Linked DNA regions of Ovis aries: region 2 is linked to region 1. A link is a contact called in public Hi-C data. All regions are on one chromosome and are shown on one strand. Each heading gives the region's core, a stretch centred on a gene start, on an enhancer-like site or on the middle of the called end of the contact. The rest is flanking DNA. Distances are from core to core; before and after follow the strand shown.

Region 1 (7,120 bases), core at 1,543-4,042:
GTGGTATGGGCCAAGGCAGATAAAGCTGAAGAGGGAGGCGGAAACCTTGTTTTGAAGGGCCTTGATTGCCATAATTTGGATTTTATTCTGGAGATATTTGGTCAAAGGATTTTAAGTAGAGGAGGGACTTAATCAGATTTGCATTTTAGAAACCTTCCTGGCAGTACCAGCTCCCTCTGACAGTAATGAAGAGGGAAGCTCTTCATAGTGTTGGTCACCCATGAAGCTGTCCTTGGGACATGGGAACTCCAAGGACCACGGAAGACTGGAGGGCAGGGCAAGGAGAGATTCATACAGGGCCTCAAGCAGCGTACGGGTTTGCATTGTATGGATCAGGTGAACCAGAAATGTATTGCCTATCTGTGATCTCCTGACTTCACTAAAGGCCTGCTTGACTTACTAGTCTCTTTTTTTGTCCATATCACATCAGGATCTTAGTTCCCTGACCAGAGATTGAACCCATGCCCCCTGCTGTGGAAGTGTGGAGTCTTAACCACTGGACCATCAGGGAAGTCCCTTGACTCACTTCTGCTACCCTTGAACAAGAGAAAGCTCACTGGCATATTCTTTGGGGCATCGAAGTTAGGGAGGAGTGTTTTACTGCCCAGGGGTAACTGCCCAGGGTGTGGCAGACCCAGTGCAACCCTAGAGGTCACTGGTTTTCTTTTGATAAGGGAAGATGACACTTCTTTACTAGCTACCTAGTGGATATTCAGAAGGAACTACCCGGATGGATGAAGTCAGAGCTCAGGACAAGGGCTAGGCCAGAGGCAAAAGAAGCCTTGTGAGACAGGAGCCTAAAGAGTACCTTAACCTCTTCATGACTCAAGTCACTTCATGTGTAAAATGGGTTGCTGTGAGATTTAATATTACGTATCAATCACTTAAGACCCATTTCTGATCCATAATAAGTGCTCTTTCACTGTTATGTTTATTACTGCCACCTGTAAAGACACGGAAATACATGAGCTTACTTGGGTAAGAAGAGTTTCTGTGGAGGAAAAACACAAAACAATCCTGCTCTACATCCTTATTTCTTTTAAAACTTTCCTATCATTCAAGCTTTTACTCCTACAATTTTCCCTCCATTAACCTTTTGCTGGTTTCCCCCATCCTACCCAGCTGGCTGTGATATCCTTGTCTTATGAATTGTCTTAGGAATCTGCCCCTTCTTTAGAGCTTCTACCACGTTCTACCTGAAACTGTAGGTAGTAGTTTCTATTTTCTCTCAACAACTGGACTGAAAGCTCCTCTTTAAAATTCATTGCCTCACCCATTTTTCTGTCTGGCTCAGTGCCTGGCGCAGAGTATGTGTTCAGTCAGACTAACATGAGATAATGCGTGTGAAAGTGCACTTCATAAACTGTAGTGCTACTAACTACAAAGGATTTTTTTCCCCCCTAAAGGGCGTGGCGACTTTCTGCAGCTTCTCTGCTTTCCAGCACCAGACCCAGTGGGGCCGAGGAATGTAGATTCGTTTCTTCTAGTTATCACTCCACTTTAGAATGAGAACCCAGTGGGCTCCTACCCACAAAGAGGTGACTATTGGGAGGTGGGAAGCAAAGGGTGGTATCTGTTCCAGCCAAGGAGGCCAAGCAGTTCCCTGTAGCTCATGTTCTTGTGACTCACCCCTCAATCCCATGGGCTGAGTAACTTTTCCAGCCTTGTGATTGTGGAAACTTGTTTCAGGAACAGCAAGCGGATGTGAAAGGGAGGTAAGGCGACCCCACCCCAGGCTCTGAAGCGGTTCCTACCAAGCCCATAGAGATTGCTTGTTTCTGATTCCAAACTTAAAATCATTCGGTGTCACTGCCAGTCTAAGGGGCACATCCAGTCCCTGCTCTATTTCACAGCTGGTAAGCCCTAGGCCCAAAAGTTAAAAACACACACACACACACACACACACATAAAACCCGGCTCTCAAGCTCTTTCCACAGCGCCTCACGCAGTTCCCAGGTATAATTCTCTTGAGCCCAGGCTTTATACGGCTTCCAGTTGGACTGATTTGCATTTACCCCCGCCCTCTTTGCTTTGTACTCGTTTCCACGTGTTTACAGCTCCTTGGCCTCACTCGGGCAGTTTGGCCTCTCGTAAAGTGAGGTCCCCGCCTTCGCAGCGTGGCTGCAGAGTCACTCCCATTTACTGCGCATCAGCCGCCACGTGCCCAATAAAAGCTGGTGACGACGCCGAGGACCCAAAAGGGAAGAGGAAGGGGAAGGACTCCGCCTATAGGGCGGTCACGCGCCCGCCAAACCCCCGCCATCACGTGACCGCGGCGCCAGTCCTCACCGCCCTCAGCTTGGAGCGGAGGCTGGCCCCGGTGCCTAGATGCCCAATCCCTGCGCTGCCAGCCAGTGCTGGGTGGGACTATGAAGTGATTCGGGATTCGGGAAGAGGAGAATCTCCATCTAAGGGGAAGGTGAAGAAGGGAGGAGCGAAGCAATAAAGGCACTTGTTTAACCTGTCCCACTGGGCTGTAAGTTCCCATGGAGGCAGCGATCGCCGTTCCAAAGGGCCTCGGGCAGCGTCTGGCATACAGTGGGTGCTCAACAAATGAGTGACTAGCAACTACCCCTCGGGTGCTGCCGGAAGCTGCGCTGTCCCTGTCTCCCATTACACCGACTCCCTCATTCACCCACGCCAAGGCAGTCGTTTGGCAGCGGGTGACCCAAGTTTGCTGCCCGGGCCCAGACACTCAAACAGTTTGTACAAACACAGGCATGGGTGCGGACAAAGACTCTCATCCACTCCTAAGCCCCGCCTCCACCGAAGGGCGGGAAGTGGGTTTTGAGGCTCACTCCATTGGCTCGTCCAATGACGGATGGGGCCGTAAGCCAACCGCAGCCTAGACAAGACGCATGCGTACACAGGAGATTCAGCCCCTGTAAGGAAAAAACCCCAAGCGGAGCGAACCAATTTTGGCTGGGTCTCACCAGAACCTCGAAGAGATGCGCAGGCGTGAGTTTAACTGCCTGTCGTCTTGCCCAATTCGAGGGGAAGGGAGCGCCCTCTGGCCGTTTTCCCGGATGTTTAGCCTCCGACTGCAGTTCGGCCAGATCTGGCACTGCCTGGAGGATCCCGCAGAAAGGAAGAATCCTGGTCCCAGCCCTCGGGGATGACACGGCCGTCCCCAAACAGCCAGGAAGCCCTGTTTGTAGAGGCCCTTCTGGAAACTGGGGGCCAACAGTGATGCCAATATTAATTTGACCAAGAGCGTTGTTTCCACTGTCTCAGGAGTTCCTCACAAAACAAACACACACAAACCCCCCTGCAGGTAGCTTAAACAAAGAAGTGGAGGCTCAAGAAGGCGAAGGGATGAGGCCGAGGACACTGCCTTATGAGGGTGACACTGGGACTGAAACCCAGACTCACCCATACAGTACTCTCCTACCATGATAAGTCACCTCCCTGCTCTCCAAGGAATTTATGTCTAGTTGAGGTGATGCCACTTAAGATATAGGAAAAGTGATGGTACAATTTCAATCCATAGATAGTGACTACTAGAGGCATTCAGAGTGGGAAAGATGAGGCTGCGTCAAGGAGATGAAGCTTCAAAGTATGTATAATTAGAAGTATGTATAATTGACTAAATCTTAAGAACTGTGAAGAGAAGCGAAAAGCAAAGGAGAACAGGAAAGATATTCCATTTGAATGCAGAGTTCCAAAGAATAGCAAGGAGAGATAAGAAAGCCTTCGTCAGTGATCAATGCAAAGAAATAGAGGAAAACAACAGAATGGGAAAGACTAGAGATCTCTTCAAGAAAATTAGTGATACCAAGGGAACATTTCATGCAAAGATGGGCTCGATAAAGGACAGAAATTGTATGGACCTAACAGAAGCAGAAGATATTAAGGTGAGGTGGCAAGAATACACAGAAGAACTCTACAGAAAAGATCTTCATGACCCAGATAATCACGATGGTGTGATCACCCACCTAGAGCCAGACATCCTGGAATGTGAAGTCAAGTGGGCCTTAGGAAGCATCACTATGAACAGAGCTAGTGGAGGTGACAGAATTCCAGTTGAGCTATTTCAAATCCTGAAAGATGATGCTGTGAAAGTGTTGCACTCAATATGCCAGCAAGTTTGGAAAACTCAGCAGTGGCCAAAGGACTGGAAAAGGTCAGGTTTCATTCCGATCCCAAAGAAAGACAGTGCCAAAGGACGTTCAAACTACTGCACAACTGCACTCATTTCACATGCTAGCGAAGTAATGCTCAAAATTCTCCAAGCCAGGCTTCAACAGTACGTGAACCATGAACTTCCAGATGTCCAAGCTGGATTTAGAAAAGGCAGAGGAACCAGAGATCAAATTGCCAACATTCATTGGATCATTGAAAAAGCAAGAGAGTTCCAGAAAAACATCTATTTCTGCTTTATTGACTATACCAAAGCCTTTGGTGGATTACAACAAACTGTGAAAAATTCTGAAAGAGATGGGAATACCAGACCACCTGACCTGCCTCTTGAGAAACCTGTATGCAGGTCAGGAAGCAACAGTTAGAACCGAATGTGGAACAACGGACTGGTTCCAAATAGGAAAAGGAGTACGTCAAGGCTGTATATTGTCACCCTGCTTGTTTAACTTATATGCAGAGTACATCATGAGAAATGCTGGGCTGGAAGAAGCACAAGCTGGAATCAAGATTGCTGGGAGAAATAGCAATAACAGATGACACCACCCTTATGGCAGAAAGTGTAGAGGAACTAAAAAGCCTCTTGATAAGAGGAGAGTGAAAAAGTTCGCTTAAAGCTCAACATTCAGAAAACTAAGCTCATGGCATCTGGTCCCATCACTTCATGGCAGATAGATGGGGAAACAGTGGAAACAGTGTCAGACTTTATTTTGAGGGGGCTCCAAAATCACTGCAGATGGTGCTTGCAGCCATGAAATTAAAAGACACTTACTCCTTGGAAGGAAAGTTATGACCAACCTAGATAGCATATTAAAAAGCAGAGATATTACTTTGCCAACAAAGGTCCCTCTAGTGAAGGCTATGGTTTTTCCAGTGGTCATGTATGGATGTGAGAGTTGGACTGTGAAGAAAGGTGAACTCCAAAGAATTGAAGCTTTTGAACTGTGGTGTTGGAGAAGACTCTTGAGAGTCCCTTGGACTGCAAGGAGATCCAACCAGTCCATCCTAAAGGAGATCAGTCCTGGGTGTTCATTGGAAGGACTGATGCTGAGGCTGAAACTCCAATACTTTGGCCACCTGATATGAAGAGTTGACTCACTGGAAAAGACCTTGATGCTGGGAGGGATTGGGGGCAGGAGAAGAAGGGGACAACAGAGGATGAGATGGCTGGATGGCATCACCGACTCGATGGACATGAGTTTGGGTGAACATGAGTTTCAGTTTCCGGGAGTTGGTGATGAACAGGGAGGCCTGACTTGCTGCGATTCATGGGGTCGCAAAAAGTCGGACACGACTGAGTGACTGAACTGAACTAAACTGAAGTAAGAACCTACTATTGAATAATAAATCCCAGATTTATTATTATCAAATATTCCAAATATTTGAAACAATTTTCATAAATTTCAAAACCAAGGAAAATTAAGCAATATATTGTTTGGGTATACACACATGTTTTAAAAAGCAGAGGTATGATCACAAAATTTGTTAGTAGTTACCTTGGAAAGAGTTTATGGATGGGCTGGGGAATAAAACATAGCTGGTAATGTTCTGATTATTGAGTTAAATGGTAGATTTGTGGGTATTCATTATATTTTATAACACACATGCAACAACTATTCTTTTGTATGTATAAAATATAATTTAATAAATGATAGTGAGGTCACCACCACTACCCACCACCATAAAATACAATGCACAATTGTAGACTGGAGGACAGGGGTGCCTTACCTATATTACACTTGGTTTCCAGAGCATGTCTACGCAGTTGATCTTCACAGAAACACTCTGAGATAGGTATTATTAGGTCCTTGTTAAAGGCGAAGAAACTCAGCTGAAAGTTCTTGACGCCAGTGAACAAAGGAAGGGAAACAAACACAAGTGGGAATGCAGAAGGCCCATGGGGAGCCTTGTGCAGCTAGATACTCCATGTCAAAAGGAGACATTTTGAAGGACAAATTAATAGGATCTTTTGCCAGAAGAAGTGTGAGGTGTCTTGTAATTGTTGTTATGTGTGTTGTTGTATGTAGCTACAGATGTTGACCCATATCAACTGGATAAATACTTGTTCTACCAAGAAAAGCATGGAAGTAGACCTTCATTTAGAAATGCCTGGCAGATAGTGGATAATACAGCTCAGAAGAAATAAGGGTTGAAGACACACTGACATGTAAGAGAAAGAGGACTAGAGTTTGAGTTCAGTTCAGTTCATTTCAGTCGCTCAGTCGTGTCCGACTATTTGCGACCCCATGAATCGCAGCACACCAGGCCTCCCTGTCCATCACCAACTCCCGGAGTTCACTCAGACTCATGTCCATCGAGTCAGTGATGCCATCCAGCCATCTCATCCTCGGTCGTCCCCTTCTCTTCCTGCCCCCAATCCCTCCTAGCATCAGGGTCTTTTCCAACGAGTCAACTCTTCGCATGAGGTGGCCAAAGTACTGGAGTTTTAGCTTTAGCATCATTCCTTCCAAAGAAATCCCAGGGCTGATTGGAGACCACAATTCTAAACCTTGCCTACCTTTAATTACCAGAGTTACCTTGGACAAGTTACTTAATCCATCTGAGTTTATAGTCTCAGATATTAAGGAACATATACACACATCAAGAACTAATAAGAAGAATGTGCCCTATCTCCTTTTCAAAGTTTAATCTATGCATATAGTTAAATATACAGATAGCCATCATTGAAGCTTTGCTGTCCTCTGTTGCCCATTAACATGTTCTTTCTCCGTTATAGGACTTGCCACATTTTATTTCATATATGTGTGCTAGAAGTGAGTTCCCTGAGAGAAGGAACCTTCATTTAAGTTTATGTTCCCCACTAATGTCTTGCACAAAGTAGTATATGTGTCTTGAACTGCACAGAATTATATGGTAAGTAGAAAGAGCAGTGTTTAATCTCTGTGAGACCTCAGTGTCCTAATTTGTAAATTAAGCTAATTCATCTTTTTTTTGGCTGAGTCATGTCTTAGTGGCTGCATGC
Region 2 (7,120 bases), core at 2,944-5,443, 130 kb before region 1:
GTAAGTAGTGGTTGGCTTCTTGGGCTCCCTTCTCTCCCCATCACAAGCCCACCATTGAGGGTGGCCTGTGCCACTCTTTTCACCCCAGAGGAAATGATTCCTACTCTTTGCCCATTTCTGAAGCTGCCTCAAGACAGGTAGCTCCTCCTTACCAACTTTCCCTGCAGTCGCAAAGATGAGGCTTCTTTTCCCTGATGGCCTCCCTCTGACTTGGGCCCCATCTATTTCAGGGCTGCCCGTCTTGGGATCACAATGAAAGCTAAGCTTGCTCGCTTAGAGGCCCAGGAGCAGGCCTTCCTGGCTCGGCTCAAAGGCCAGGACCCTGGGGTCCCTCAACTGCAGTCTGAGAGCAAGCCCCCCAAGAAAAAGAAAAAGAAAAGGAAGCAGAAAGAGGAGGAAGAGGCTACAGCAACTGAAAGGAGTGCAGAAGAGTACTCAGAACACACTGACGAGAGCATCAGAAAAAGCAAGAAGAAGAAAAGACGGCATCAAGAAGAAAGAGTCACAGATGAGAGAGAGGGCACAGCTACAGAAAATGAAGAGACCACAAGAACAGGTGGGCTTGGGGAATTGAAAAACAGAGAGCACATCGACCGGTCCCTCAGGAAAAAGAAGAGGCAGCACCGTGAAGAGGAGAAGGTGGAGCTGGCGGTCTTAGATAATGAGGGAGGCAAGGTGGCTGTCAGTGGAGTCGGGACAGAGGAAGTGGAGAGGAGAGTATACACTCACCCACGTGGCAGAAGCAAGAAGAGGCGGCAGCATGAGGAAGAAGACTTGAACACAGAGGATGAAGAAGTTGAAGAGGCTCTCGTAGATAGTGGGACCAGAGAAGCAGAAAGCACATCGTGCAGTGATCAGAAAAGGGGGAGAAGCAAGAGGAAAAGACGGCAGCATCAGGAGGAGGAAGTCTTGGATGGACCTGGCGTCAACACTGCCCAGAAAGCAAAGAAGAAGAAGAAACGGAAGAAGAGAGACTGAAGGCCAGGCCACGGCGGGGCCCAACTGACGCCCCTCCAGGAGCTGAGGCCTCGGGCCTGAGCTGACGCAGGTCTTAGGCACCCTCTCAGTGAGGAGTCCCTCCCGAGGAGGAAACAGCCGTGGAACAGCAGTCCGCTGAGAGGAGAGTGGTAGTGCCGTGTCTGAGTCGACAGAGAGGCAAGTCCCCCTTACAGAATCTAACCCAGAGATGGTGAACTCAGGCACCTGCAGGGGCCAGGCAGCTAAGGGACCAGGATGCGGGGAGCTGTGGCAGTGGGAATGCAGACATCTGAAGAGACATCTTGGCTAAAGAAGCTGAAAATGTGGATCTATGGGAACATACTGATTTTTTATTTTGAAGGCTAAGAAAAACATGCAAATTCAGCCCATAGATTGCCAGTTTCTAATTATACCAAATTGAATAAACATCAGCTTGGTCTTCTAGTCTGTAGATAAGTTGTGACTGTCATCTCCATTCTCAGCCCGGGAAGGTCCTGAATACAAATTAGTTCCCTTAGAGGCCTCTGAAGAAGTTCCTTCTGTTAACATCTGGTAGTCTTGCTATGCTGTTAAGTGAAAGGAGAGAGTTCAGAGAACCTCACCCAGCTCCCTGTCTGCATCCCTAATAACTGTGTGCGTGTAAAGGACGCACACCTCGCCTGGGAGCCTTTTTCAGCATCTGAAAGTCAACTGTCATTGCCCCCAAATGCCATAGAAACCTCTCTTGCATACTGTTCCCACAGAGCGCACCACCTCTCCAGTGTTGTTCTCTGGCTATACCATCTCTTAACCATTATTGTCAGAAGAGCTCCCAGGACTCCACAGTTCTGGGAGAGAGACACTAAGTCTTTATTGAAAAGAATGCCCCCCACCTTCTCTCACTGCAGACGATAGACACACTCGGTGTCAGGGTAGGGTGGTAGGTTCAGCTGGTACTTCTTTTCCAGAGCAGGTGGCACGAAGCGACCCCCCAGGTAATGGTAACGACCAGTAAACTGGGTTGCAGACTTTTTGGGTGCTGTCAGGGAGATGAGCAAGTCTGGCTGGATTCCTCCAGAGCTTCCCTTCTCCACGTCCCATCCTGAAAAGAAGGTGGTAGTCAGAGCAGAAGGGACCAAGATGTCCAGTCCCCTTCCACACCTTGCTCTGCTCTAATCTTAAAGGAGTGGGAAGCCCCCTGGGTCCCCACCTGAGGAAATCACGTCCTTGGAGCTGCACACACTCCTGGGCTCTGGTCTCACAGTCAACATGTAAAGGGCATTCCTAAACTCTGTTCCTCAGCCCTACTTTGGCTCTTTCTTCACCTCTAGACTCTGAACCTTGAATCAGGAACAAGAACTCCTAGGTACCTACCTCAAGACAGGGCAGGGCCCTGATCCCCCCAACCTCCTTGGACCCGCACCTGAGGGAATGTCGATGCTGGCAATGGGCACAGTGAGTCCATTCAGGACGCTCAGGATGCTGCGGAATGGCTCCCGAACCTCACCCGTGAAGCTGAAGCCAAAGATGGCATCCACCACCAGCTCATACAGTTCATCAATCAGCATCGGCTGTAGTAGAGAAGGAGAAGATGTCAGAGCTAGCAGCTTCACAAAGAACCCTTAACAGAAAAGGGCTGTCCTCTGTACCCAAGGGCCATAGGCACAGGGAGAAATTTAATCTCATTCAAATGGCATTCTGAGGCCTAGAGTTCAGTGCAAGTCACTGATTGAGGCCAAGCTGAGTCCAGTCACATCTTCCGCTCTGAGTGTCTGCCAACCACTGGAGAGGCTACAGTGTAGCACAGCCCGAGACCTGGAGTCAGGAGGGGCAGGCTTTGGCCTTGCCTCTGCCGTGAACTGATATGTGACTTTGGACAAATCACTTACCTTCTTTTGCATCTCAGTCTCTTCATCCGTAACACGTGCTAAGGAATTTTAAAACGTTCTCAAGTTACCCACTCCTAAACCCATCATCTGAAGAAAGGGTTTAGGATAAGGTAGTCACTTCAGTTCCCAAGAGGGGCACATAATGTGTTTACCGCATGCTAGACGAAGAGGAATTGGCTACAGCGTGGAAAGAGTGACCAGGGGAGATTAAGGGGAAATAAAGCTATAGAGAAGGGGGTGCTGGCAACTCATAAATGGAGCACACCCTATGACACCAATTCCATTCAGGTAGCATGCTTTAGGCACCTGTGTCAGGCACTCTCCCTGCCCTCTAACAGTTAATCTAGAGAGGGAGAGTCGTGAGTGAGCTCAGCCTGGAAAGGTGAGTGAAGAGCAGGATGCAGGCAGCAGTTACTGAGGAGGGCCGTGAACAGGAGCCACCTACCTCTGAGGGCATTTCACCAAGGAAGGGGATGTCCATTTTCTGGCACTGCGTAACCAGTGCGGTGAAAAGTGGCTTGTTAGGCCTTTTAGGGTAATAGATGGTTGGCTGGTAGCCCTACGGGGAAAGGAAGGTGGGTAATTCAAGCCCAGGTCTTGGAAACCACTCCCCCACAGCCCTTCCCTGCATACTCACAAAGAGTTTGAGGTGTCGAGCACAGACCAGGCCATCTCCTCCGTTATTCCCAGGGCCACAGATGACCAGGACGGTAGGGGGGCTCCTGGACAAGGACGTGGGGGGATATGCCTGAAGGCAGAGTCAAAGGGGATTCAGAGGGGCTTTGGGCAGTGACAGACCAGGCTTGGCCTGGCCGTCCCTCCCCTCACTTCGTTGTGCCTAGGCCAGGGGGGCTTGTACAACGGCTTGCCCCAAAGGTCGAGCGTTGTGCCACTGACCTTGGCAATGGCTGTGGCACAGCTCAGACCGGCCAGCTCCATAAGTTGGTCCACGCTGAACTGGTACTCATTAAACAGCTCCTGGTCCACGGCTTGCGCCTCCTCCTGGCTGAGGAAACCCACGGCCTGAGTCCCCACCCCTCAGGTGTTCCCTCGCGCGGGCGGCGCGGCCGCCCCAGGTCCCGCCCCCTTGGGTTCCACCCAAGTCCTACGCCCCGCTTGCCCGCTCAGAACCTCGCCTACCTCAGGTATTTCACTGCTGAACTCGCCATGACTTCTGAGTCCCCGCGGCCACCCGAGATCAGCCGCTGCGGCACCCACCAGGTGGGTCCTGCGCGACAGGAGCCGGCCTGGACTCTGACGCGTGACAGGCGCGAGCCTGCAACCAGCAGCCCGAGCCCCAGAAGCGCCCGCAAACCGGACATCCAGCTAGCCGGGAGGGAGCACGCTGGCCCGCCCGGCGCATGCGCAGCACTTAGCCCTGCCCCCAGGGGCCGGGCCCGCACGCACCCTGGCCGGAAGCGGTCCTAGGACTGGCAACTCCGCCGCTTCTCCTCTTGTTACCGTGCGCACCAACGCCCGGGTGCCTTCCCACCGCGGCCCCGCCTCCGTCAGGGCGTCTTGTCTTACAGTCTGGATCCCAGCCCATCGCCGGAGCATTTTCATATTGCCTCGCAAATGACCTGAAGTGCTTTGCTCCCAAGCGCCCGTCGATAATAACTCTTCATTTCTTCATGCTTTTGTGTAGCAGTTCTGTTACTGCTAAGCTGTATAGCACAGCAGTTAACCCGGGTTCCTGCCCTACCACTTAGTGAGTGAACTTGGCTTTCCAGATTTGTTGCCTGTCTATAAAATGGGATACGAGTACATATGGGGTTGTAGTCCATGCAAAGCCGTAGACAGCGTCAGGCACATAGGGCTCAATAAGTTAATGTTCTTATTAACGTTATGATTATACAGTGGAAGTGAGAAATAGATTTAAGGGACTAGATCTGATAGAGTGCCTGATGAACTATGGATGGAGGTTCGTGACATTGTACAGGAGACAGGGATCAAGACCACCTCCATGGAAAAGAAATGCAAAAAAGCAAAATGGCTGTCTCAAGAGGCCTTACAAATAGCTGTGAAAAGAAGAGAAGCAAAAAGCAAAGGAGAAAAAGGAAAGATATAAGCATCTGAATGCAGAGTTCCAAAGAATAGCAAGAAGAGAAAAGAAAGCCTTCCTCAGCGATCAGTGCAAAGAAATAGAGGAAAACAACAGAATGGGAAAGACTAGAGATCTCTTCAAGAAAATTAGAGATACCAAGGGAACATTTCATGCAAAGATGGGCTCGATAAAGGACAGAAATGGTATGGACCTAACAAGCAGAAGATATTAAGAAGAGGTGGCAAGAATACCCAGAAGAACTGTACAAAAAAGATCTTCATGACCAAGATAATCACGATCACTCACCTAGAGCCAGACATTCTGGAATGTGAAGTCAAGTGGGCCTTAGAAAACATCACTATGAGCAAAGCTAGTGCCAGTAGAGCTATTTCAAATCCTGAAAGATGATGCTGTGAAAGTGCTGCACTCAATATGCCAGCAAATTTGGAAAACTCAGCAGTGGCCACAGGACTGGAAAAGGTCAGTTTTCATTCCAATCCCAAAGAAAGGCAATGCCACAGAATGCTCAAACTACCACACAATTGCACTCATCTCACACGCTAGTAAAGTAATGCTCAAAATTCTCCAAGCCAGGCTTCAACAATACATGAACCATGAACTTCCAGATGTTCAAGCTGGTTTTAGAAAAGGCAAAGGAACCAGAGATCAAATTGCCAACATCTGCTGGATCATGGAAAAAGCAAGAGAGTTCCAGAAAAACATCTATTTCTGCCTTATTGACTATGCCAAAGCCTTTGACTGTGTGGATCACAATCAACTGTGGAAACTTCTGAAAGAGATGGGAATACCAGACCACCTGACCTGCCTCTTGAGAAACCTGTGTGCAGGTCAGGAAGCAACAGTTAGAACTGGACATGGAACAACAGACTGGTTCCAGATAGGAAAAGGAGTATGTCAAGGCGGTATATTGTCACCCTGCTTATTTAACTTCTATGCAGAGTACATCATGAGAAATGCTGGGCTGGAAGAAGCACAAGCTGGACATGAGATTCCCGGGAGAAATATCAATAACCTCAGATATGCAGATGATACCACCCTTATGGCAGAAAATGAAGAGGAACTAAAAACCCTCTTGATGAAAGTGAAAGAAGAGAGTGAAAAAATTGAGCTTAAAGCTCAACATTCAGAAAATGAAGATCATGGCATCCGATCCCATCACTTCATGGGAAATAGATGGGGAGACAGTGGAAACGGTGTCAGACTTTATTTTGGGGGGCTCCAAAAATCACTGCAGATGGTGACTGCAGCCATGAAATTAAAAGACGCTTACTCCTTGGAAGAAAAGTTATGACCAACCTAGATAGCATATTGAAAAGCAGAGACATTACTCTGCCAACAAAGGTCCATCTAGTCAAGGCTATGGTTTTTCCAGTAGTCATGTATGGATGTGAGAGTTGGACTATGAAGAAAGCTGAGTGCTGAAGAATTGATGCTTTTGAACTGTGGTGTTGGAAAAGATTCTTGAGAGTCCCTTGGACTGCAAGGAGATCCAACCAGTCCATTCTGAAGGAGATCAGTCCTGGGATTTCTTTGGAGGGAATGATGCTGAAGCTGAAACTCCAGTACTTTGGCCACCTCATGTGAAGGGTTGCCTCATTGGAAAAACTCTGATGCTGGGAGGGATTGGGGGCAGGAGGAGAAGGGGACGACAGAGGATGAGATGGCTGGATGGCATCACGGACTCGATGGACGTGAGTCTGAGTGAACTCAGGGAGTTGGTGATGGACAGGGAGGCCTGGCGTGCTGCGATTCATGGGGTCACAAAGAGTCGGCACGACTGAGTGACTGAACTGAACTGAAGCGTTTCATATAACTTGGGACCCCTCTCCCCACTAAATTACCTCGCTTATCTCTGCTTACCTGCCTTCCCAGGTAAAGAACCGCCTGCCAATGCAGGAGAAGTAAGAGAGGCGAATTAGATCCCTGGGTGGGGGAAGATCCCCTGGAGAAGGAAATGGCAACCTACTCCAGTATTCTTGTATCCAGTATTCTTGAAAGGAGCCTGGCAGGCCACAGTCCATGGGGTATAAAGAGTCAGACACGACTTAGCGACTAAACAACAACAGGATTGAGGGGGATGTTTTTATGCTAGTTTATTCTGTTTCTGTAACAAATTCCATTCCTGGCTAGTTCACTGAGAAAAGCAAAAACCCCTCCTACTTTAAAAGAAAAAAATTATTTATTTATATCAGCTGTGCTGAGTCTTCCT

The links. Hi-C and Micro-C count contacts between places; a contact is called where the count stands out from the background.
Region 2: a Hi-C map of liver shows a contact between it and region 1, with 3 times the contacts expected there. The contact joins the promoter of NAXE here to the enhancer-like site in region 1. A contact is called at or near these places in 4 of 16 Hi-C or Micro-C datasets (hypothalamus, liver, muscle and 1 more).

The regions. Positions count from the first base shown.
Region 1 is chr1:106,429,188-106,436,307 of ARS-UI_Ramb_v3.0, reverse strand. No RefSeq gene overlaps it. Among named protein-coding and RNA genes, the nearest start is that of MEF2D, 41 kb to the left of the region's middle. Within about 2 kb of position 2,792, at least 49 of the 54 cell types and tissues checked have an H3K27ac peak or open chromatin away from gene starts, as enhancers often do. A contact at or near this core is called in hypothalamus, liver, muscle and 1 more, where this site is marked.
Region 2 is chr1:106,556,069-106,563,188 of ARS-UI_Ramb_v3.0, reverse strand. It overlaps NAXE (NAD(P)HX epimerase), which reads right to left and starts at 4,193. Exons shown (of 8, transcript XR_006061152.1): 1 at 3,987-4,193; 2 at 3,744-3,852; 3 at 3,484-3,594; 4 at 3,292-3,405; 5 at 2,381-2,528; 6 at 1,851-2,059. LOC101105704 (G patch domain-containing protein 4) reads left to right here. Exons shown (of 8, transcript XM_004002622.6): 8 at 231-1,422. The coding sequence ends at 978.